6 separate regions of the Mus musculus genome follow, and all the other regions are linked to region 5. A link is a contact called in public Hi-C, HiChIP or PLAC-seq, Micro-C and promoter capture Hi-C data. All regions are on one chromosome and are shown on one strand. Each heading gives the region's core, a stretch centred on a gene start, on an enhancer-like site or on the middle of the called end of the contact. The rest is flanking DNA. Distances are from core to core; before and after follow the strand shown. Region 1 holds the start of Scpep1 (serine carboxypeptidase 1). Region 2 holds the start of C030037D09Rik (RIKEN cDNA C030037D09 gene). Region 3 has its middle 28 kb from the start of 4930556N13Rik. Region 4 holds the start of Coil (coilin). Region 5 holds the start of Dynll2 (dynein light chain LC8-type 2). Region 6 holds the start of 0610039H22Rik (RIKEN cDNA 0610039H22 gene).

Region 1 (4,032 bases), core at 1,278-3,777, 970 kb after region 5:
CTGGTGAGATGGCTCAGCAGGTAAGACTGCTCTTCCAAAGGTCCTGAGTTCAAATCCCAACCACATGGTGGCTCACAACCATCCATAACGAGATCTGACTACCTCTTCTGGTGTGTCTGAAGACAGCTACAGTGTACTTACATATAAAAAATAAATAAATAAAACCACACAACTAACACACACACACATCACAACACAACACAACACAACACAGTAAGACCAGCAGTAAAAGAAAATGGCTGAGAGCAAAGCTCAGGTGTGGAATCTGGCCTGACTTGTGCCAAGCCCTGGGTTCAAGTCCCAGCCAAAGTGTGTGGATGGCATGGGGAGTGGGGTGGGTGAGCGTGGGACTAGGGAGTGAGGATCAGGAGTCCACGTCCAGCCTCAGCACACAGTGAGTTTCAGGCCAGCTGGGGGGACAAGAAACCCTATCTTAAAAAAAAAATACTTATGGAAAAAAAAAATAGAAGGAGAAAGAAGATTAAGAAAACCAAAGAGTGAAACTGAGAAAACAGGTCAGACAATAGAGTGTTCACCTCGGAGGCATACAGGCCATAGCTCCATCTCTAGCTGTGTTTGTGCTCAATATCCCAGGGCTGGAGGCAGGGGAATTCTGGGGCTTTCTGGTCAGCCAGTCTGGCCTACTTGGTGTTGCAGACCAGAGAAAATTATTGTCTTTCAAAAAAGAAGGTAGATAATTCCTGAGGGTCAACACATGGGGTTCTCTTCTGACCTCCATATCTATACACACACACACACACATGCACACATGTACGCAATGTCAGGGTGGGGATGCATCTAAGGAAAAACAGGCTGAAAAATTACGGGTGTGGCTGTATCTATAAAATAACATGAAATTAGAGTTCCCTTGGAAATGACTGATAAGGCTCAAGTCCCTCATAATGTAAACCCTGGTGTTTTTCTCCCTTCCCTGGTACAAACTCCTGTTAAAACATAAGGGGTGGGGCTGAAGAGGTGGCTCAGTGGTTAAGCGCACTGACTGCTCTTCCAGAGGTCCTGAGTTCAAGTCCCAAGTGCTGAAAGTGATGGCTCACAACCATCTGTAATGAGATCTGACACCCTCTTCTGGCGTGTCTAAAGACAGCTACAGTGTACTTACATATAATAATAAATAAATCTTTGGGATGGGGTGAACAGGGCTGGATGGAGCGAGCAGAGGTCCTGAGTTCAATTCCCAACAACCACACGATGGCTCACAACTATCTGCACAGCTACAGTGTACTCATATACATAAAATAAATAAATCTTTGAAAAAAAAAAAAAGACTGAAAATCAGGGGTGGTGAGATGACTCAGGAGATAAAAGACAGTGGCCACCAAGCCTGGCACCCTTAGTTCAGTCACAGGGAGCTACATCATAGAAAAACTGACTTCTCCGTGTTGTCCTCTGACTACACACACACACACACACCCTTTGACACTCACAAAACAAATTAAAAAAGAAAGAAAGAAAGAAAGAAATTAAATTAAAAGGCTGGAAAGATGGCTCAGCTGGTAAGATCACTTTCTCACTGTCTTGCTCTTCCAGAGGACCTGGGTTTAATTCCCAGAATTCACATGGCAGCTCACAACTTCTGTACCTTCGCTTTCCTGAGATCCAAAGCCCTCTTCTGACTTCTCAGAGCACCAGGCATACAAGTAGTACACAGACAGACATGGAGGCAAGACAAAATATATTTTTTTCCTTTAATAAAGTGAGAGTTAATCCAGACACTTGGTAGGTAAGAGTCCGAGGCCAGCCTAGTCTATGGAGAGAGTTCCAGGACAGCCAAGGCTACACAGAAAAAAACCTGTCTGGAAAAACAAACAAAAAGAAAAAAAGGAAAAAAACGAGAAGAAAAGAAAGAAAGAAAATGTGCCAATTTGCAAGTCATTCCACAAAACAAAATTCTTTTTTGCCCAAAAATAGGCCAGAGCAGTCAGCTGATATTTTGTCTCTTCTAAACCAGCAGAGGTGGCAGGCTTTGTTTCAAAGCAAGGATTTGTAGAGGTCTCTTTGGCCTCCAATCTCAGCTCAATCAAATGACCCTAAAACGTCACTAGGCAGCTAACCACAGGAGAAAGGGGAGGTGGCCTTTAGACCGTGAAGTCTCACTCATCAGCAATTTCCTGAAACCATACGTTTCTGTACAAACACTTCCATCTCCAGGAATCACCCTGCATCAGGAAGGGGCAGGAAAAGGCACTTTGAATTAAGACACAAATAAAAATTAAGAGGTTCAGAAACAATATAAATTTCTCAAGGGAAGAAGCGGGAGAAAGAAATGTGTTTTAAAAAAAAGAAAAAGAAAAACGCGAACGCATCAACAAATTCGAGAAGGAGGCACCCACCGTTGGTGCGTCTTTCTCACGAACCTACCCGCGCTGAAGCCCAGTAAGAACGATAGGAGCAGCAGCCACAGTCGCACGAGACAGATCCGCCGCGAGAGCTCCATGATGAAAACCCCGCCGCAACATCAGCAACAGGCAGGAGCCAAAGGCCATCGCGTGACGGCTTGCGCGGGGACTGGGCGGAGTCAGGGGCGGAGCCTAAGTGGGCCCTGACACTCCTAAGGATTCCGCGCTCCCTCTGCCGGTCGGACCCACCCAGGACCTCCTACAAAGGGCTCTCGAGGGAGGTGCTACAAAGGAGGCAGTTAATATGTCATCTGACCTTGGTTACTAAGTAGGGAAGAATTGAGAAAACTACAACTGGATAACCACCATCCCCTCAGCCCGGCCCGTGTTTGTCTTCTCCGACAAAAGGCTTATGTTTTATCTTTTAAGACTTGTTTTTATTATTTTATGTGCATATGTGTGTATGAATGTATATGCCACATGTGTGGGTTTATGCAGAAGGAGTGGGTTTCTCTGGAGCTAGGGTTACAGGGCTTTTTGAGTGGCCGGTGCAGATGCTGGGAACTGAATTTGAGTCCTCTGGAAAACCAACAAGTGCTCTTAAATTACTGAGCCATCTCCATAGTCTCAGGCCTAGAATTTTAAAAAATTGCATCTGAAAAGATGAAGTCAGATTAAAGCACGAACCAGCAGGTCTTTTAAGACTAGAGCTGGGCAGTGGTGGCGCACACCTTTAATTTCAGCTCTTGGGAGGCAAAGTCAGGTGGATTTCTGAGTTCCAAGCCAGCCTGGTTTACAGAGTGAGTTCAAGGACAGCCAGGGCTACACAGAGAAACCCTGTCTCAAAAAAAAAAAAAAAAAAAAAAAAAAAAAAAAACAGAAAGAAAGAAAGAAAAAGAGAGAGAGAGAGAGAGAGAGAGAGAGAGAGAGAGAGAAAGAAAGAAAGAAAGAAAGAAAGAAAAGAAGAGAGAAAGAAAGAGTCTAGATTCTATTTTCAGAAACCCATTACTTTGAAGTGGTGGCTCAGGGGTTAAGGGCATTGTTGCTCTTCCAAAGGACCCAAGTTTGGTTCCCAAGACCCACATGGTGGCGTACAGATTCAGAACTCCACATCTCATGATCCAGGGGATCTGGCACTTCCTCAAGCATACATATGATGCATATATAAGCCTGCAGGCAAAACGCTCACATAGATAAAGTGAATCGAAAATATTATTATCAAATCACATGTGTCATTAATATACTAGTAATTCATAAAAAATTACTATATAGATCCTATAACTTTTGGTTATGTATTTTAAACACAGCAAAAAAAAAGTGGACTTTTTCTCTCTTGATAGCATGGTCAACATCACTGTGTGTGATATACTATCTTCAAAGCAGTTATTTAAAAGAAGGTATCAAGGGCTTGTGGAGAGGAATTTGAAGAAAACATGGACTGCAGAGGTGTGTGTGTATGATATGTCTGTCTGAAGATAAATTTTTATTTTACGGAATATTTTAGGGGTACTGAGTCACCTCACAGAGCCAAGCAACAGCAAGAGCTACCTGGAAGTGACTTTTGTCTCTGCAAACTTTGTTTTAAGATAACAAACTCACAAAAGAAAGCAAGAACAAAGAATGTGTCCCTGACTCAGGTTTTTATCCTCCCCCATGCCTCCTATGCATCAGCAGA
Region 2 (3,749 bases), core at 65-2,564, 730 kb after region 5:
TCTCTAATTTCTCCAAATTTGCTAAAATAGTCTCTAAGGCTATCTGTAGAGAGAGAGGGAGAGAGAGAGAGATGGGGGGGTGGGAGAAGGTGTGGAGGGGGGAGCAATGCAATTTTTTGATCAAGGACAAAAAGCAAAAGTAGTTTTCTGTTGTTATTCTGTTTTGTTTTTGCAATATTTTTGCACACGAGGGGGAAATTCAGCAACAGAGGTCGCGTAGAGGGCTCGGAAAGGATTTGCTATTTAAAAAAATAACCTTGCACAGGAGAAGTGGGGAGCCAATGGCGGGGTGGGGGGGCTCTTACACTGGGATAACAAAGAGCAATAAAGAAGCCAAGAAGGGGGGGACCCAGGCGTCCCCCCCTCCCTCCCTTACCTGGTGAGGTCTGCCAGCTCAGTCCACCGATAAACATTTTACTAGAGGGAGAAAACATAACCGAAGTGAGCACCGATGTCAGATCGGCCATTTTGACGTGTAACTTACAAAAGCTAAAAGGAAAGCTGGGGGGGAGCGGGCGAGCGCGAGCCTGGAGGTGGGCTGGGGGAGAAGGTGGCGGCCCCACGCCACCCCAAGGTGCGCGAGTGCCCCAAGGGTGCGCGCGGGGGCGCGGGGGGCGCGCGAATGCCCCGCTCCGCACCGTCGCCCGCACAGCCCCGAACGAGCCCGCGGCGGCGCGGTGGGCAGCGGCTGGAAACTTACCCGGGGTCGTGCTGGGAGTCGTTGGCGCTGCCCGAGGTGCCTGGGCTCCCATTTGCCTCCATAGCGGAGCCCCCCCGCCCCCCCACCCCCGACACACCGAGCCCCACAGCGAAGCGGAGCGCAGCGGCGGCCGGCTCCGAGCCCCAGATCTCCGTCCCTCCTCCCCCGCCTCCTCCCCCCGCCCGGCGGCTGCGAAGCTCCGCGAGCGCCGAGCCGGGCCAGCGGCGAGAGCCCGTCACACGTGGGCTCGGCTCAGCTCAGCCCCGCCGCCTCGCACACCCCCCGTCCCCGCCCCCCCGGCCCATCCCCACCTCTCCCCCTCCTCCTCCCCACCCCCATCTCCTCCTCCTCCTCCCCCTCCTCCCCGCGCACGTGGGGCGGAGTTCTAGAACGTCGTGTAACCAATGCGGTGACGTCACGCACCCCGTTCGGTCCCCCGCCTGTCCGCGCGCGCACACGCTCGGCCCCCCGCGGCAGCGGGACCCATCAGGGGCGGCGCGCGAGCCCCGCGACTCGAGTGGGGGGGTTGGCCACGCCAAGCAGGCGGGGAGACGGGAAGCGCACCCCGAGTCGGCTCAGATCACATGGGCTGGGTGTGGGGGAGGGGGAGGCGCGGGGAGCTCGGCCCGGGCTGTTCGCTGGGCCGGGAGGCGGCAGCGCCCCCGGGCCCCCCTAGTTCGGACTATTCATTCAAGTTCCTGGGGCCCTGCGCCCGATTCGGAGGTGGCACCCGCCGCCCTCCCTGCCTCTGTGCCCCCGTTTCCAGCCACCGCGCGGAAATTTAGGTCAAGGACGCCGGGAGCACACCCACACCCTGCGCTCCCAGGGCAGTCCTCGAGAACCCCGGGATCTGGGGGGCTTGCGGATGGAGGAGACCCTCCTGCACGAACACCAGCCACAAGTTTTATTTTCCCTTCGCGCGGCAAGTTCTCTGGCTCCCGCTCCACACTGGCACGTCCTGCACGGCTCCCCGCCCTTCCCCGCCAGAGGTACGGAGCCGTGCCCGCGAAGGTTATTTCGGAACTTTGAGAAACTGACGCGATAGATAACAGGGGGCGAGGAAGCAACCAGACAGGGCTTGCGCCTTACTCAGACCGCGATTTGAAAATATAATAAAGTGGGCTTGTAGGGGTCAAGGTCAAATGATTGGGGTTCAAAGCAAATGTTCATGGAGATTGAGTAGCAGTTTGGGAGTATCCCGAGGGTGGTTAAGATAGGTGCTTATTTCAGAAAATCCCTCGACCATTCATCCGTTATCTAATTTATTTATGTTTAAAGTTACTAGGGCTTCCTCTGTAAAGAGTGTAAGCGCCAGGAGTGAAATGGCTCTCTATCTCCCAAGACCTGCGGTAGGTCTTGGAGATAACAAAGCACCTTACCCCTAGTTTTTGGAACTAGGAGCCTCACAGATTCTGACACTTAGTAGGTGTTTGGTAAAAGTTCCCTTTCTCCCCTGGCAAAGTGTAAACTCCAAAGGATTGGTGACTGTAGCTTCCCGGGGGAATCGCACACTTCGTATTCCAGGCTGGCCAGATTCAGGCTGTATTCAATTTATGGAGTATTTAAAACAGTACGGATACAATTATCCTTATTGTTTTAAATTATTACAATAAACCAAGTTAATATGGCATGAGGGGCAACATAAAGTTGTGGTTCATCAAATCCCTGGGTTAATGTTAAGCATGCATTGATGCACAATTAACACTTTCCCATTAATTTTCATAGGATTAGGAGACAATGGAATTCACTCATCACCAAAACTATGCCGTGTCCATTGTGGGTTTGGAGACATTTGGAAAAATCTCAACACAGCCAAAGCTTTTGAGTGGTCAGACTGTCAATCTCTCTGTCCCCTAAACTGGGGTAGTGCCTCTCTGACAGCATGGATGGGCGGAGCATTTGTAGTGAACAATGTAACAATGTCAAAGTCCCTTTTTAAAATTGTGTACTTACATGGACTGTGTTTATTATAAATTGTGAATATGATTTTTAGAAGGCACTTCATAAGACTTCAGACCACAAACCCTGCTGTTTCCCAACACTCCAAACAAACTGATTTTTGAATCATCTGGGTTCCCATGTGTTAAAGAGCTGCATGTTTTTATGATGGTAATTGTTTTTTTGCGATTATTCTCAATCACAAAGTACAGGCAACACAGCTAATTGGATTATATTTTGGATTTTTACCGCAGAACCACAGATCATCAGAGCTAGAAAGGCCTTTCTTTACCCGGCTCCTTCCTTGAATATGGGAGTCCCAAAGGTGCCAGGCTGTCAGGCCGCCTTCCCACCCCAACCAGTTAATACCTAAAAGGGGCTCTGGCCATGGTTCAGTGCCCTTTGACTCTGTAGTGTGCTGTTTGTTGTTCCTCGATAGGCAGAAGTCAGTGGCTACCTTCCTGATGGAGACTTGAACAAACTGTTAAGTGGTGAGCTGGGAGGAGACCTGATGGGGCGGGGCCCCGAGCACTGCAGTGTCCAAGCCAGAGACTGATAAAGGACTAAAGGAGAAGGCTACTACGTCACTGCACTGTTTTTCTTAAGGTTGGTATTGTTGGAGTTGGAGTCTTGCAATGCAAGAACCCAGACAGGCCTTGAACTGGAGAGAGCATCCTGACACTGGCCACACCACCACCACCACCAAGTTTTATTTTTCCTTCGCAGATTGTGTTGTTTTGTTGAGATGGTGTCTCATGCGGCCCAGGCTGATGGTGAACTCCATAGATTGCGGAGGATCACGGCCTTGAACTTCTGACATTCTTGCCTCTGCTGTTGCAATTGTAGCTTGGGGCCACCGTGCCAGGTTTGCAGTGCTGGAGATCAACCCCTAGGCTCCCAGTGTCGCAGGGAAGCTTCCACCAACTGAGCCACACACCCAGCCTTCAGGAGGTTGTTTTGCTTGTCCCATCTCACTGCACTCACCACATACCTAGGTGGCAACACTCTGCTACAGGCCTTCTTCCCCTGCTCCCTGGTTCTGAGATTTGACCGATGTACAGATTGTAGGGTGACCATCAAGATAAACATGTGGGACAGTTTCATTGTCCAA
Region 3 (3,796 bases), core at 29-2,528, 840 kb after region 5:
CCCTGCTGCCACTGGTGGCCCGCCAGAGTGGACACAGTACATGTTTGTGGCTGGAAAGCCAAGTGACGGTACAGAAGCCTGGGAAGGGTCCAAGCAGGACACCAGGCTTCCATCCTTGGGTAACTTGTGCCCCTCAATGCTAGGTAAAAGCCCCCCAGGAAGAACCAGACCTTCGAAAACCTCTGATTCTTTTAGTTGTTTGGCAAAAGACATCTCCATGCTCTGTGGCCTCTTAATTTCGTAGATGGTGAAAGGCAGAGAATTAAAGAATCAATGGGCAATTAAGGAGGTACTGGCAGGTACTGGCCAAGAGCATATTATTTATTTATTCAGCCAGCCACACTCATTTTTAAAGAGCTAACTTCCATTTTGTTTCTGACACCAAAAATAAATCAAACTAAAAACTGTATACATCATAACTGAAAAAAAAATACATATTTGCATGGTATGTCGCCCCTGTGAAGCCTCAGCTGCGACCTGCAAAAGGAATTTTTGTGTAAAAAAAAAAAAAGAGAGAGAGAGATGAATTCATTCTGCACTGGCCTTCCCTGAGGGTACAGATAGGATCGAAAAGACAAAAATAAGGTTTTAATTCACTAGTGATTTTCCCACCCCGTCTCAAGCTTCTTTTTGATTCTTAGCATCCATTTTCCTGGGTCGTCTTGGGAGGGTTGCAAGATTTCAATCCATTAACACAGTAGTAGGTTGGTGAAATTTCAGAACAGGCTGAGATGAACAGCCACAATGAGGACACAGCTGCCCTGGGGCTCCCGGCAGAGAACTCAGCCTATGATTCAGCTCCTAGCCCATGATCTGGCGCCCTAAGGGAGGGGATCTCTTTGAAGAGCCCTCTTTTCTCTCCTCTACTTCCCCGACTTGGGAGAAATCCAGTCTTGCCCCCTAGTCCATATCAGCTCTCTGATTTTGGAGCAGCTCCTTGGCACTAAATATACCTGCACCATTGACTGTCTTCCACCCTCCCTCCCCTCCTCACCCCGCCCCGCCCCCCACGCACCTCCTCATTCCCTCCCCAGCAAGCGCTTTTGGCGTACTACAGGTATCTTCCCAAGCTACCCCAAGGTTGATTCTAGGACAGTGGCTCTCAAACTTAAGTCTGCATCTAAACTACGTGGACAAAGTGCTACACGGTTCTCGGTCAGTAAGTCTCGGGTATGAGCTGGGGATTTGCATTCCTGTTAAGTTTAATACTGAGACAAGTGCTTGGAGAACCTGTTTTCTGGGATGAGGCAAAGGGAGGGGATACCCGTAGTAGCTTGTGCTGTGGTGCCATCTAGTGGACATAGACCACAATAGCAGCAGTCTGCCCTGTGGAGTGCACAAGACTTCATTCCACTCCTTTAAACACTTCAAAAACCATTCTCTTTTACGACTCTACTTCTTAAGGTGGGCCTTTTACTGTTTAAATGCTCTCTTTCCACCCTCTGAATAAGACCATTACAAACTATGCCCTGCCGAATATGGATGAAATGAAACAGGAAACTGGGTGTTTTGAAACGAAACTGCACACCCTGATTTTGATAACTGTCCCCCAGATACATCTGACCTAAGGCACAACACTGCACACATGGCAGACAGCAGGCCATCACCCAGATCACACAATAATTAGCTCTAACCCCAAACCAGGACCCAAGGATTCCATGTTGTCTCAACCCAGGGGGAAGCACACCACTTTAGAAGTAACTGGACAACCCTGAGGACGTGGCTGTTGGGGAGAACTTATCAGAGCACACTCGGAACCCTAGGTTCTCTCTCCAGCATGACCTGAACTGGATATAGTGGTCACACCTGTAATCCCAGCCTGGCAGTTGGGAGATCGAAATGGGAAGGTTGAAAGCTCAAAGTCAACCAGGGGGTGCTGACGGACAACTTTAATTCCAGCACCAGGGGAGCAGAGGCAGGTGGACCTCTGTGAGTTTGAGGCTAGCCTGGTCTACAGAGCAAGTTCCAGGATACACAGAAAAACCTTGTCTCAAAAAAAAAAAAAAAAAAAAAAAAAAAAAAAGAGGGATGATGGAGAAGGAAGAGAAGGAAGGGAAGAAGAAAGCTGTTTACGGTTATTCTTCTATTTTAAAACTCAGAGAAAAAGGAAAAGACAGGGTCACAAGTTCAAGGCCTGCCTCAGCTACCTGGACTATGGCTTGAGTTTAAGGCCAGCTTGGAAAACTGTCTCAAAATAAAAATGTAAAAAGGGCTGGCGATGTAGCCTAGCGATAGAACACGCGTGAAGGCCTGTATTTGCCCCACCCCAGGATTGAAAAAAAAATGTAGGTTTCAAAGTCCCATTCTTAAGAATCTCTGGTTCAGTGGGCCTGGGCCCAGCCACTTGCAAGCATTATAAATAAATTGTAGCAAACGCTTGAGCCTCTACTGTGAGACAGCCTGCAGGGCGGTGACCTCAGAACCCTGTTCCCTACCTAGCACTATCCAACAGAAACAATCTGAGCCATACTCAGACTCGTGACAATGCATGCTCATTAGCCTCCCGTTAAACATCAAAGGGGCGGGGCTGCAGAGGTGCCACAGTGGTTCAAAGCATCACTGGCCGTTCTCCCAAGGGGTCCAGGTTTGAGTTCCCAGAACGTACATGGCAGCTGCCAAGCATCTGGAACCCAGTTCCAGGGGTCCTGACTCCCTCTTCTGACTTCTTCAAGCACCAGGCAGGCACGAGATACACAGATTATGCTCGCAGGCAAAATAAAATACCCATCTACATAAATGATCACTTTTGTGGCAAAGGAGGAGCCAGGAATGTGGTTTGGTTAGTAGAGAACTTGCCTACCATGGAAGAAGACCTAAATTTGGCCCGTGGCCCTGTGTAGCTGGGCATGGTGGTAAATGGCTGTGCTCTGAGCACTTGTGAAGATGGAAAGATCAGAAGTCCAAGATCACCACTGACATGGGGAACTCAAAGCCAGCAGCATAGGCTACATGAGATCTGATATTGGAAACTAAACTAGACTGAACAGGGCACAGGGGAACTCTGGGACCCAAGATCCATCCTATGCTCACCTTTTGAAGGTCATCTGGGATATGTGCATATTTGAGAAGGCATCACATTCTACTCTCCAGACTCCCTTGCACTTATTATGATCTAAAGGTAACAATGGGGAGGTAATATCCTAAAGGTAATAGTGCATATGAGTGCTGTGTCCTCCGGGGCCAGAGACGTCAGATCCCCTGGAACTGACTTCCAGGTGGCTAAGAGCCACCCGATGTGAGCACTGGGAACTGAACCCAGGGCCTCTCCAAGAGCACATGATCTTAACCACTGATTTTTTTATGTGGATTCTGAGGTCGAGATTCTCACACTTGTACAAGCAGTAACTTTACTGAGCTATGTATGTAGCACATGCACACCCCCAAATACTAATCTTTTAAAATACGGATTTTTTATTCTGTGTGTCTGTATGTATATGTGCATGTGAGTAGCCACAGGGGCCAGAAGCATCAACCCTTCTGTAGTTTGGGGTTACAGGCAGTTGTTAGCTGCCCAGCGTAGATGCTAAGAACCTGACTCTAGTCCTCCAAAAGAGCAGCATTCTTTACGGCTAAACAAGCTCTCCAGCCCCCAAATGGTAATAATGTTTAATCATCTCTTAGTGAATAACTTCATCTCAGACCAGTTAAGTCTGCTCAATTTGGCCGATTTCAAGTTAAGTGTTAATACACAACCAGTGTGGACCATCGAAGCCCTGGGAAGGACCTCAACCTTTGATGAACAAAGGAACAGACTCCGAGTGATTAAAATGAAGATCAATATCCAGGTGCAGTGGCT
Region 4 (4,099 bases), core at 640-3,139, 990 kb after region 5:
GAGATGAGGTTGAAGAACCAAGAAAGGTGTGAGTCTTTTCCTTAAAATACACAAGGCCCCAAAGCAGCCTTCCCTGATTTTTGCAAAGATTGACTTCAGTTGTAAAGAGAAGTCAGAAAAATATTAATTGAATCCTTGGCTTTTGAAAACGCTAGTTCAGAATGCAAAAGGATGATTAGGCACCATCAGCACCAATAGAATAGATTAGAGATATTGGATCTCACATTTATGATGCTAATCTGATAGTAAATTCTAAAAGTCTTAAGAAAAAAAATCAAACTGTCAGATGTCTTAACTGTGGTAAGCAAGGGCATTTGGAAAGGGATTATAGGGTAGGTGTTCCTAGAATCTGTTTTGTTTATTCCTAGAAATAATCCAGAAGGCCTCAGCCCTCTGCAATATGCATAAGGTGGGGCAAAGACCAGCATTAGACTAATGAATTCAGATTAACAACACCCTAAGAGGCCTCCTGCAGGTGCAGATATCCAATTGAAACCAGCCTTTCCTGTCAGGGTCAGAGAAACTCAGCCCCAGAGCAATGAAAAGACTTAAAGTCTGTTGTTGACACTTCTCAGGTCCAGTGAGGTGCATGGAGTCACAAGCAGACACAGGGTTGTTTGTGTTTCTTGTGATCCGACACAAGAAGACCACCATCTTCACTGATGCCAAGGAGTCAAGCACGGTGTGGGAGCTCAAGCGCATCATTGAGGGCATCATGAAGAGGCCTCCTGAGGAGCAGCTGCTGTTCAAGGACAACCAGCTCCTTGATGAGATGAAAACTCTGAGGGAATGTGGCTTCACTTTTCAGGTAGCAAGGCCAGAGACCCCAGCCACAGTGGGCCTGGCCTTCAGAACAGGAGATGTCTTTGAAGGCCTGGAGATCCACCCCTAATCTTTTCCTCCACCTCTTCCAGACGTGAGGAAGGATTCTGGAAACAGTGCTAAGGAACAAGATGTGCAGTGAGGGCCCCACAGCCAATTCCTAGAGACCTAGAGACCCATTCTCTAGTTGAAAATAAATAAATAAATTGGCTGTCTTTTAAAATAAATATTAAATAACCCTAAAAGCACAAATACTGCTCTCGCGTCATACTGTATTCTACCTCTCGACTGGAGGTGGCCAGCAGCCAGCAGCCAGCAGCAGCCATCCCTGAGGAGAAAGGAACAAAGCTAGAACAGGGCGTCCGTAGGGGATGATTCCCTCTGGGATGATAGGGCCTGCTACAGGCAGGACTGGTCGGGAACAGCAGGCTCTGGAGTGAATGGTGTGGTTCCTGAGTGTCTTCTCTGGGTACCTAGGCACCACCTGGAGTGTCTGAAGACAACTACAGTGTAACTTATATATAATAAATAAATCTTTTAAAGAAAATCTTCCTATTTATTTAGCTTTCTGACTCTCTGGACCGTCAACACTTTCAGAATACTGTTCTGCCTCAAGATGAGGAAAGCACTTGATCTGGTCAGGGACAGAGGACACACTGAACTCCCTGAGGCCCCCAAGGACGTGTGTGTGTGAGTTTTAAACAGTCTTATGAGAACTTTAAGTCTCGCATCACGAGAATGTCTCATTTTCTGCTTGGACACGCACCACAATTTGGTGCTTTCCTGACCTTTTTGGTAGAAAAGTAAAAACCTATTACAGGGGTTCGAGTCAGGCTTGCTGCTTATTAATTTTATAGATTTTTGGTTTGTTTCTGTTTAATTACACGAACCGATATCGTAGCAGCTATCCTGACAGTCAACTTGCATGTATGTTCAGCCCTGAGAAAGAATGGGGAGCTCGCGAGGGGAGCCTTACAGACCTACTTGCGCCCCCAGGCGGCGCACGCTAGCTGCTGCTGGGGGCGGGCCGCCGGACCACGCCGCTGCGAAAGCCCTTGGAACCTCTCGGCTTCCGTCGAGCATGAGCAAGATGGCAGCCTCCGAGACGGTTAGGCTACGGCTTCAATTTGACTACCCGCCGCCGGCCACTCCACACTGCACGGTCTTCTGGCTTCTGGTGGACCTGAACAGATGTCGAGTTGTCACGGATCTCATCAGTCTCATCCGCCAGCGCTTCGGCTTCAGTTCCGGGGCGCTCCTGGGCCTCTATCTGGAAGGGGGGCTGCTGCCCCCTGCCGAGAGCGCGCGCCTGGTGAGAGACAACGACAGCCTCAGGTGCGCGGGAGCGCGCGGGGGTGGGGGTGGGGGCGCGCGGCTCGGGGTGCGGGTGCGGGTGGGGGGCGCTTGCTGGACCGCAGGATGCAGGATCCGGGTAGCGAGCTAGCCAGCTGCGGAAAGGCAGGTTCGCGAGATCCTGAGTGGTCCAGCCCAGGATGGAGCATCCTTCCCCGGGTTCCCCGGGACGCTTCTCATTTCAGGGGGACTAAACTTGGAGCAGCTCCGGTGCTCAAGAGCAGGGCCAGTACTCACTCTGCCAGGCTCTGTGTGCAGTGTGCATGGCGCAAATATGCCACAGACCCGCCTTCTCTGGGCTGCACTTGCAGGCAGGAAGCAGAGATGTTTTCTGAGTAATGTATGGAATGGCCCACCTTAGCGCCTTGGCAGTGTCCACTTCTGGTGGATTTCTGTGTCTCATTCAGGTGTCATTGGGTCCCATCCAATTGGTATCGGAATGCGTTTCACGTGTCACACAGAAGGCTGTGTGTTTCAGTAGCTTGACTGCTTGCATCTCAAAGCCCTAGATTTGATTCCCAGCTGGCTAACCAGGAATCCCTGCACTGAGGAGGTGAAGACAGACAGGAGGATCAGGAGTTCAAAGTATCCTTGGCTACATAGGTCAGCCTGGCATATGTGAGAGCTGTTTAAAAAAGAAAAAAGGTAAAATCAGGCTGGGCGTGGTGGCGCTCGCCTTTACTCTCAGTAGTCGGGAGGCAGAGGCAGGTGGATTTCTGAGTTTGAGGTCAGCCTAGTCTGCAGAGTGAGTTCCAGGACAGCCAGGGCTACACAGAGAAACCCTGTCTTGGAAAACAAAAGAAACAAATGTGAGACAGAGAGAGAGAGAGAGAGAGAGAGAGAGAGAGGCCCGAGTGGAGGTGGCGTACACCTTGTATCCTAACTCTCAGAAGGCAGAGGCAGGCAGATCTCTGAATTTGAAGCCACCCTCGTGAGGGCTGGGTAGAGAAACCTGTCTCAAAACAACAAGAAGGAGAATTTAATCGTTGTCACTGAAGTGAGTATCCAGGAGCGACTACAGTGTGACTAGTTGGCAGGTGGCTTAGTTGTCTCAGATGGCGGGCTGATGCGATTGGTCATACCAGTTGGCATACATACTGATATAGTCTATGGTCCCACCACTTCCAACCACACCTCTAAGCTTCCGCTGCGGTGAGTTAAATTTGGAATTATAGGCCTGGCGTGGTGGTGCACGCCTTTAATCCCAGCACTTGGGAGGCAGAGGCAGGTGGATTTCTGAGTTCGAGGCCAGCCTGGTCTACAAAGTGAGTTCCAGGACAGCCAGGGCTATACAGAGAAACCATGTCTCGAAAAACCAAAAAAAAAAAAAAAAAAAAAACCCAAAAAAATGGAATTATAAAGCAGGCTATTTCTTGCTTGCCTTTGTTTAGTGTTGCTTTCTGTCGAGAGTGCCACATTTGCAAAATTTCTTCAGAACATCAGGGAAATTAATTAGAAACACTGACCATATCTTTGCATCAGGAATACTTAAGTCAGGAATACTATGATTTGTTAATCATTCTGCTTCAGGTGGCAACTTGAAATAGTCCAAATTTCAAACCTCTCCTCCTCTCTTCTCTCCTCTCTTCCCCTCCCCTTCTCTCCCTTCCCTTCCCCTCTTCTTCCACCTTCTCCAACTCCTCCCCTTTCTCTCGCTCCCTTTCTTTTTTGAGGCAAGTTCTCTTAGTGTAGACGAGGAGGCTGGCCTTGAGCTTTGGAGGTCTGCCTGCTGCTGACTCCAGGCAGCCAAGCCTCTTTTCCCCTCTTACTGACAGAAGTAAGCTCATTCCCCAGTGCCCTTTAAAGGCTATTTAAACAAGAGAGAGGGCTGTGTCCCCCACCTGTTAAATTCACTCCCTGAAAGGTACCCTGCCTAATGACTTAATAGCTTGCTGCTGGCTACAGTTACTACTTAAATTAATGA
Region 5 (4,005 bases), core at 581-3,080:
CCTCACCTCAGCTCCAAAAGCAACACTGGTTGTCCCCAGCCCAATGGGGACGGACGGGTTTCTGACTGCTCAAGGCAAGACTGCTGGGATCATTCCAAGCTGCTCCTTATCTATGTGCACACTACCCACGGAGATGAAAAGAACCCAGTCCGTCTAACACACACAATGTATTTGTGACAACTTCCAGGCCAGGCACCTTGGTCTGACACTGTCAAATGAAGCAAAGCTTCTTCCACGGAAGCGACACTGGCCAGTGTTTAGCTAAGATGCCCCCTACCCCAGAGAAAATATGGAGCCAAGGAGTCTGTGGTGTTGAAGGAAAGGTCGAGTGATGCCTATTCAAGGCCGACTAGCTCTGTGACCTTGGGCAGCCAATCATGTTTAAAAAATAATGGCTGAAATGAGAGAAAAGGAACAACCTCCACGAGGCTTGGGAAGAGAAAAAGGCTGATGTGATGAGACCTTTCTAGAAGAAAAAAAAAAAAAAAAAAACAATGTCACCTGGTGGCCTATTCCAGGTTCCCACTCAGAAGGGGGCAGTGTTTACAAATCCAGAGGTTGGGGGTGGAGCCTGGCTACAGACAACGAAGTATGAAACTGGCACCATTTTGCCAAAAAAGCTCACCTGCTTCACCGCCTCCTCCCCAAAGTCCGAAGGATCAACTTTGTCACAGTAATTAAAAGCTATCTTACTCTCTAACAGAGAGAGCCTACGATTACATAATGCTGGTCTTGTGACTACAATGCCACGATTCTTCACCCTTGGCCCCTCAGGCGTCGCAGAAAGGTGAGGCCCAGCCCTGGCAACCCCTATCCAAGGTACCAGTGAGAAAAGGCTAGGGAGCCAGACGCCCAGCGATCCTTTCCTAGGGAGGTGGGGGGAGGGGGCGGAGCTGGGCCTCCAGATAAAAGGATGGCCAAAGGGCCCCAAGCCAGCTTCCTGAGTCACGAGCCAGGAGCTCCTGTGAAAAACGCAAAAGGAGCACTCCAGGACAGTTCTCAACCTCTGTCCCTGGTCTTGCGACAAAAAAAGAAAAAAAAGGGGGGGGGGGCTAAGCCTCCAAATGACACGGACCGCCCTGCACCATTCTTTAACACGTACAAACGTTATTGCCTCGTTTCGGATTTCCAAAGGGACCGTAACCCCTCGTCCCAAAACACCGCCCCCACCATCTTTTCCTCTAGCGGGCAGGGACCCCCGAAGGGCAGCACCTGGGAAATGAGAAAGCATCCACCTCCCCGCCGCCCTCCGGATCCGCAGGCCGCAAGCCGGTCCTCCGCCCTCCCCCGCCAGGCCTGGAGAGGCGCCGGAGTGACCCGGCGACCTCGCTGCAGGAAGGACGCCCCGAAGGGTGGCGGCGGGAGGAGCCGCGTCGAGCCCGAACCCGCACTGGCTGCCCGCGCTCCCCGGACCGGAGAGGCCTCCGTGCACCACGGCTGGCTCCCCTCCCCGGGGCTGCGGGGCCTCCAGCCAGGGCACGAGGGTCTCCAGAGCCTGGGCCGAGTCGAGCGAGGGCTGCCCCCCGGGGCCCCAGCTCACCGTCACGCAGGCGAGTCCGCACAGGCCCCTGGGGAGCAGCGCTGGGCTGAAGCAAAGCTCGAGCAGGGGCGGTGTCCCCTGGGCTCGTCCTGCAGCAGCAGCCGCTGCCGCCGCGGTATCCCCCTGCTCCCGCAGCCCCGGGGCCGAGCGCTCGCACTGCTGGTCGCCCTCCGAGCTTCCCCGGACGCCCGCGCTCCGCCTCGTGCCACCCGGCCGACCGCCTGTCTCGGCTGATACCTCGCCGTCCGCTCCGCTCCGCCGCTGAGCGCGGCCGACGCGCGGCCCTGAAATAGAGCCCCGCCCCCGCCCCCCTGCCGCGCGCGCCGCCGTCCGCGCTCCCCATTGGCTGCGCCCGCCCGGCCCCGCACTGCGGGCTTCTCCCCGCGCCGCTCTCGCTCCACATCTTGTTTCGTCCCACAATGCCTCGGGGCGGAGGAGGGGGTGGGGAAGGGGAGCTGGAGAAGGTGGGGGGAGGGAGCCGTGGCCTTAGGAGGAGAAAAGAGGACGCATACCCTGTCTGCCCAGGCCCGGAGAGGCCTGACTCGGGAGGAATACATTCCGCCCAGAAAGGAAAAGGGAGAGAGGCGTGGAGAGTCCAGTGCCAAGGAAAAAAGAATGGAGGGATGGAGATTTCAGACTCAGGAGAGAAGGGTCCCAACTTTGGAAAGAGGCAGGATAGGGTATTAGAAATCACCAGGGACAGAGGAAAATTCATTTCCCTAGGCTGGCGACACTTGAGAGAACTGTCAAGCCCCATGGTGAAATAAAGGCAACAGTCCTCAAGACCCCCCCCCCCCCGCGCCCCTGCTTTCACATTCGCTTTTGCTTCTAACTCAACCTTTGTTCACGAATCTTGAGACCTTTCTGCCTATCCATAGCTGGAACCCTAAGTACACTATCATCAAAAATACCGGAGGTACAGCCTCTACCGTTCGGGTATGGCCTTTGGGGGATAGAGGTGCGAACCATTTCTCGGGGACTCCTGTATGAGCTGTGAGGTATCTTTTAAAAAACGACTTCACCCATAGCCCTCAAATATAGACAACACACTGGGGGGAGGTGTCACACTCCTTTAATCTCAGCACTTGGAAGACTGAGGCAGGCAGATCTCTGAGACAGCAGCCCGGTCTACAGAGTGAGTTCCAGGACAGCCAGGGCTACACAGAGAAACCCTGTCTCAACAAGACAAAAAACAAAGTGTAGACAAACACAGATTCAGACCCCTTGCCAGGTCAGCTCCTTTAGACCACACATGGATGGCAGCCTTTAAAGTTCAGGAAGCAAACATTGGTGTGTGTGTGTGTGTGTGTGTGTGTGTGTGTGTGTGTGTGTGTGTGTGTGTGTGTGTGGTGTTACAGAAAAAACATCGGGATTTTTCTTCCTAAGCTTTCATTCACAAAGGGGCTATCTAAAATCTTCAGTGGGAGGTCAAATATTCTGGCCTCGGTGGACGTTAGGAAATTGCCTAGCATAGCTCCTGTGTTCACCTCTTTCTCTCCCCTCACCTAAACCATGAGAAGTCAGACTAGTCCTGGCCTTAGCCTGCCCTGTTTGGGAGTATCATAATTTAGTGTTCATTATGTGTCCAGGACAACTTGGAAAACTGTCCCCTCAGGCTTCTCCATTCCATAGCTCTGTCTTTTTCCAGTAAGGGACTCAGCCAAGCTAGGCCTGGGGTATCCCTTCATCCAGGGGGTATTCTGATGTCAGCCTGTGTTAATGAATGAGGGGTGGGGCACATGTGGGGAGGGGTGAGAGGACAGATTGTAGAGTTCTTGTGGAGAAAACTCTTAGGAAGTTCTTGGAGAAAGAGCTAATATCCTCTTTCCCCAGCCTTCATTAGCTTCTAAGATCTGAAGGTCACAACTACGATATAAGATTGTATACAAGATGTCCATTGCCCAAGGACATCTAACGGAGGGAACAAGTGGAAGCACACACTCTACTTGCTTCCTTCCTGATGTGTCTTGATACAAGCCAACACTCAAATGATCTTTTTCAAGGGCACACAACAGTGACTATGAATTTTTATGTCCCTACTGTGTTCTCCCTACTCCTCTTGCCCAGAGTAGATGAGAGATAGAATATTCCCAGTGTGGAATATAATGGGATAAGAATTAGGAGATAAAACTCTCAGATAACAAAAGATAGACTAAGACTTAAGGCTCTTCAGAAATTTGGGTATTAGAGTGGTGTGTGTGTGTGTGTGTGTGTGTGTGTAAGTTTGAGACTGGGGCTGTAACTCGATGGAAGAGTGCATGCTTGCCCAGCATGCTCCAGGCCCTGAGTTTGAACCCCAAACACTATGGCTCATGTCTAGATAACAGTTAACCTTTATGAAGCCCTTACTCTGTACCAGGTACTAACTGCTTCCAGTGTAATGCATTCTATTCCACCACACTAAACTGTTTTGAAGTGAATGTATTACTGTCCCCCTCTGGATGAGTAGTTGTTAGTGTAGTTCA
Region 6 (3,784 bases), core at 467-2,966, 630 kb after region 5:
CGCACTCGAACAGGGCTGTTCTGCAAGACCTCTAGAAAATAGCAAGCGCTGTACAAAAGCCTCTGTGAAATACTGTTTTCATCAACAGCCTGGCTGCCTGTGTCTCCATTGTGAGACATCACTGAGGCCCAGACAGCTCAGTGATCAAGAGCTCTGCCAGAGGTCCCAAGTTCAACTCCCAGCAACCACATGGTAGCTCACAACCATCTTTAATGGGATCCGATGTCCTCTTCTGATGTGTCTAAAGACAGCTACAGTGTACTCATATACATAAATAAATCTTTAAAACAAAAACCTGTGTTAAAACCCCTCATAAGCATGGAGAGGGTACTCAACCATCACCCAGTGTTATAGGGGTCTCAAATCAGAGCAGGTGGTCAGGGGAGACTTCTGAGAACCCACGCCTAGACCTTGATCTCAGAAAGAGGAAAAAAAAATACACTAAAGAGCAACCAACACACTAAAGAGCAACCAAGACAGGGGCCGGGGCCAGGGCCAGAGCTGGGGCCAGGATTGGGGGCGGGGGGGGGGGGGTGGTCATCACTGCAAACCGAAAGCATTCATCAGAGCCCTTTCTCCCACTGGAATGCTGGGATACTAAGACCGGTCGTTCTTTCAACAGGAAAGAAAAGCGTAGGCCAACTCTTGCTGGCTCGCTCTGCTCCTTCGGCACAGTTTACTGAAGCGTGTGAGGCTCTGCCTAACATTTAGGATATTTTGATTTAAAATGCAAACAGCAACACTGATAAAGATCGTGGCGCCAAAGCGGGCCCTCGAAGGAAAGGGCACACTAACTCCCCTCCTTCTAACCCTGGATCTCACAGCTACCTAAGCTGACGGCTTGAAATTAACTCATTCAGTTAATAATTCAAAGCCATGGGCTGGACAAGTTTTAACGCCTCAATGTTGGTTTATAATTAACCCAGACCGTGGTGTTCTTAGGTGTTTGATTTTTAATTAGTCTATTGATTAATCAGTCTGGTTAACAATTATTTATTTCTGGGGCCCTTTACTGTCTTCTATTCTTGTTAAGGGAGGGTGAGGGTTACCCTGGCTCCTTTCTCCTCTGAACCCCTCCAGATCACAGTCCCATCATTCTCTAGGGACACTGTAGATACAGTATTGAGACCAGAAAGGAAGCCTGCCCAGCCTGACACAAATGAAGGTACCCCCCCTTTTGTTCATCTGTTATCCTTGGTATCAGATTCTGCTCGCAGGAGCACATGAAATGAAGGAACTCACAGAATGGCACCCTACCCAGGCACAGGCTGGGCCCTCTCATCCCTTCCTTCCCAGTTCAGAGCTAATTGACATCTTGTGTGAGCATTGCATCATGTCCCTTTGCAAAGCCAGAAGCAACTGAGAAGGTGCTACACGCCCCTGCCCCCCCCCCATCTCTCGGGGGACTAACCCAAAACAAATTACTCAGTAATGGGAGGGCCCCTCTCTCTGGCAGAGGCCCACATGTCTGTCTGTTCAGCAGTTTCTTGCCTGCTCTATTTGTAGGGGTTGCAGGGGATCAGAGAGGTCACCACCTCTCTCAGGGTTACAGTGCTCTGTAGCACACAGCTGCTCAGAACCCACACTCCTCCCCGTGACAGAGGAGGAAGCACAGTTAACAACAAGGCTGGTGACTGATGCCCGTTGACGTTCTGGGGTGTCCTCCCTCGACGATCACAAAAAATTAACCCAAGACACCAGCACCAACACCAACAGTCCACCAGGGGATCGAAGCAGGTCCTACCTAGGACAAGTTTTCTCAGCATTCAGCACTATGTCACCAAATGACCAGGAGGCAGCCCAAGATGGAAATCCTTGGTAGAGATTTCCTTTGGAAAATTCCACTGTATATCCATGAAAGACCGATCTTAGAATTCTTATGGAAAAAAAAATTATCTTTACAGATCCCATGCAAGGGTGTCATGGATAACCAGGGGTCCTGGACCACAAAGCAACTCCTCTGGAAGATTCATGTATAGGACAACTCTGGGCTGCAGGAGCCCCTAGGACCTGGGTGAGCTGCTTTAACTTCTTCCTCTCTAAACTCAGCTAAAGACCCGGAACCCTACAGAACCCAGTGTGGATGCCCATCATTGGATGATTGCATCTGCTGCTGGCACCAATCACAGAGCTGCCCAGGCCTACAGGGTACCACACAGTTGGCGGAAGTGCAGGGACCCATGTGCCCAGGCCATGCCACAGACAACCGCAACTGCATCCTTCAATGAAGCTCCAGGTAAAAGCAACTGGGCGTGAGAGGGATGGCAATGTGTGTGCAAGGCTTCTCCCTGGTGCCTTTCAGGTTGGGATTTAGCATCTTCGGGCAGCTACCCACAGGTCCCTTTAACAAGCCTCGGGGGGGGGGGGGGGGACTGGGAGCCACACTGTTCCTAGCCTACAGGAATAGCCTCAGGGCAGCAGCAGGAAGGGCTGTTCCCGTTCAGGAAGCTGTGTCCTTTCTGAAGACCTAGAACCCTGGCCAGGATGGGAGCCTCAGAGTCCACTTGAAATACCCTGGGAAAACACCCCTCCCCAAACTACATCTGTACTCCTCCTCCATCCAACACAGCCTTCGAGTAATCCCCACCACCTGCCGGTTTCTCATTTTCTCTCTTGCAACAACTTAAAATTTAAAAGAAAAAAAAATTTAATCACAATTCAGGAAAACACACCCACGCATCTTGCTCACTAAGCGTGAAAGCCACCACTCCCTCGCTCAACTCAGCCCCTGCTCCACTTCAGAGAGTGGAGGAGAGAGAAATGTCATTTGACACCACAAACGCTGCCTCCTTCTCAACCTGGAGGCCCCACCTGCCGGCATGTTTGCAAGGCTAATTCCAATCTCACTATTTGAATACACTTGCAAGCTGGGAAAACAAGCCAATAGTTCAGAGGATCCAAGGCAAACTCCGTCTGACAGCCCTAGCCCCGACGGCTGCCAAGACTGATTGACTGGCTGGTTATATTTAGAGGTGGAGGAGGAGGGGACATCAAACAGTGTAGGGCCTCCCGAACTCAAGAATGCTGTGTTGAGAACGACAGACTAGCAAATAAACAGCCGACAGCCATTCGGCTACATCATCTGGCATCCGCAAGGCACAGGCTCGCCTCCATAAACTACAGGGAATTTCAAAAGCCACCCACACCATGGCAAAAAAGAAACAACAGGCAATTAGGCCAGGTTCTGCCACAGCATCCTCACAGTTCCTCTTTGGCAGCAAGTAAACAAATAGATATGATCTAATCCTTGCTCCCCATCACCTCCGTATTCTTGCTCTGAGACAGCATGATATGGAGCAAAGACCAAGCCAAGGTTCCATGGTACAAAGAAAACCTTCTGTTTTAAACTTGGCCCTACCAGGATACACTAACATACTCCCTTAATCTCATCCTTCCAGAGGCTAAGGCAGGAGGGTCACAAGTTCAAAGCCAGCCTGGAATAAATATAGAGAGACCTTATCTCAAAACAATAATTATTGTTGTTATTATTATTGTTAATTAGGGCAGGGAGAAGAACTTAGTTGGTAAAGTACTTGTCTTACAAGCACAAGAATTCTATCCTCAAAACCTGTGGGGTTTTTTTTAATTGTTGTCATTTAGCTTTTTATTTTATTTATTTGCTTTTTTTTTTTTTAAGTTAGGAGTGATGGCTCATGACTGTAATCCCAGAATTGGAAGGCAGAGGTGGGTGGATCCCTGGAGCTCAGACACTCTGGCTAGTTCCAAACCAGTAAGTGACCCTGCCTCAATAAAAAGGTGAAGAGTGTCTAAGCAAACACACCCT

Evidence for each region. Promoter capture Hi-C pulls out the DNA fragments that hold promoters and counts their contacts. A called contact is a pair of places that touch in the nucleus more often than the background predicts. HiChIP or PLAC-seq counts read pairs in DNA pulled down with a chosen protein or histone mark.
Region 1: a contact with region 5 is called in a Hi-C map of B cells, with 6 read pairs. The contact joins the promoter of Scpep1 here to the promoter of Dynll2 in region 5. A contact is called at or near these places in 6 of 39 promoter capture datasets (the C10 cell line, cranial neural crest, embryonic stem cells and 2 more), 3 of 484 Hi-C or Micro-C datasets (B cells and cortical neurons), 6 of 115 datasets of contacts at active chromatin or transcription factors (astrocytes, bone marrow-derived dendritic cells, bone marrow-derived macrophages and 3 more) and 3 of 9 other capture datasets (adipose tissue, liver and pancreatic islet).
Region 2: a promoter capture Hi-C map of pre-B cells shows a contact between it and region 5, with 6 times the contacts expected there. The contact joins the promoter of C030037D09Rik here to the promoter of Dynll2 in region 5. A contact is called at or near these places in 13 of 39 promoter capture datasets (the C10 cell line, the HPC-7 cell line, HPC-7-derived erythroid cells and 7 more), 12 of 484 Hi-C or Micro-C datasets (B cells, Th1 cells, adipose-derived mesenchymal stem cells and 8 more), 19 of 115 datasets of contacts at active chromatin or transcription factors (acute myeloid leukemia, astrocytes, bone marrow-derived macrophages and 16 more) and 3 of 9 other capture datasets (adipose tissue, embryonic stem cells and liver).
Region 3: a contact with region 5 is called in an HNF4G HiChIP or PLAC-seq map of pancreatic cancer cells. The contact joins the enhancer-like site here to the promoter of Dynll2 in region 5. A contact is called at or near these places in 2 of 39 promoter capture datasets (cranial neural crest and embryonic stem cells), 1 of 15 datasets of contacts at CTCF or cohesin (embryonic stem cells), 85 of 484 Hi-C or Micro-C datasets (the 63-12 cell line, the AML12 cell line, B cells and 57 more), 21 of 115 datasets of contacts at active chromatin or transcription factors (SST interneurons, astrocytes, bone marrow-derived dendritic cells and 17 more) and 2 of 9 other capture datasets (embryonic stem cells and macrophages).
Region 4: a contact with region 5 is called in a promoter capture Hi-C map of pre-B cells. The contact joins the promoter of Coil here to the promoter of Dynll2 in region 5. A contact is called at or near these places in 7 of 39 promoter capture datasets (the C10 cell line, the HPC-7 cell line, HPC-7-derived erythroid cells and 4 more), 2 of 484 Hi-C or Micro-C datasets (B cells and cortical neurons), 7 of 115 datasets of contacts at active chromatin or transcription factors (bone marrow-derived dendritic cells, bone marrow-derived macrophages, embryonic forebrain and 4 more) and 3 of 9 other capture datasets (adipose tissue, liver and pancreatic islet).
Region 6: a Micro-C map of embryonic stem cells shows a contact between it and region 5, with 2.6 times the contacts expected there. The contact joins the promoter of 0610039H22Rik here to the promoter of Dynll2 in region 5. A contact is called at or near these places in 1 of 484 Hi-C or Micro-C datasets (embryonic stem cells) and 4 of 115 datasets of contacts at active chromatin or transcription factors (embryonic stem cells, large pre-B cells, memory CD8 T cells and 1 more).

The regions. Positions count from the first base shown.
Region 1 is chr11:88,952,915-88,956,946 of GRCm38.p6, forward strand. Scpep1 (serine carboxypeptidase 1) reads right to left here and starts at 2,528. Exons shown (of 13, transcript NM_029023.3): 1 at 2,380-2,528. The coding sequence starts at 2,455.
Region 2 is chr11:88,717,329-88,721,077 of GRCm38.p6, forward strand. It overlaps C030037D09Rik (RIKEN cDNA C030037D09 gene), which reads left to right and starts at 1,315. Exons shown (of 4, transcript NR_038058.1): 1 at 1,315-1,689; 2 at 3,078-3,244. It overlaps Msi2 (musashi RNA-binding protein 2), which reads right to left and starts at 901. Exons shown (of 14, transcript NM_054043.3): 1 at 701-901; 2 at 377-417; 3 at 1-43. The coding sequence starts at 762.
Region 3 is chr11:88,821,948-88,825,743 of GRCm38.p6, forward strand. No RefSeq gene overlaps it. Among named protein-coding and RNA genes, the nearest start is that of 4930556N13Rik, 28 kb to the right of the region's middle. Within about 2 kb of position 1,279, at least 31 of the 459 cell types and tissues checked have an H3K27ac peak or open chromatin away from gene starts, as enhancers often do. A contact at or near this core is called in the P5424 cell line, embryonic cerebral cortex, ganglionic eminence and 6 more, where this site is marked.
Region 4 is chr11:88,972,046-88,976,144 of GRCm38.p6, forward strand. It overlaps Coil (coilin), which reads left to right and starts at 1,890. Exons shown (of 7, transcript NM_016706.2): 1 at 1,890-2,157. The coding sequence starts at 1,904. It also overlaps the pseudogene 2210409E12Rik.
Region 5 is chr11:87,985,703-87,989,707 of GRCm38.p6, forward strand. Dynll2 (dynein light chain LC8-type 2) reads right to left here and starts at 1,831. Exons shown (of 3, transcript NM_026556.4): 1 at 1,541-1,831.
Region 6 is chr11:88,617,535-88,621,318 of GRCm38.p6, forward strand. 0610039H22Rik (RIKEN cDNA 0610039H22 gene) reads left to right here and starts at 1,717. Exons shown (of 3, transcript NR_131025.1): 1 at 1,717-2,236; 2 at 3,638-3,730. All of the region lies in intron 5 of Msi2 (musashi RNA-binding protein 2), which reads right to left.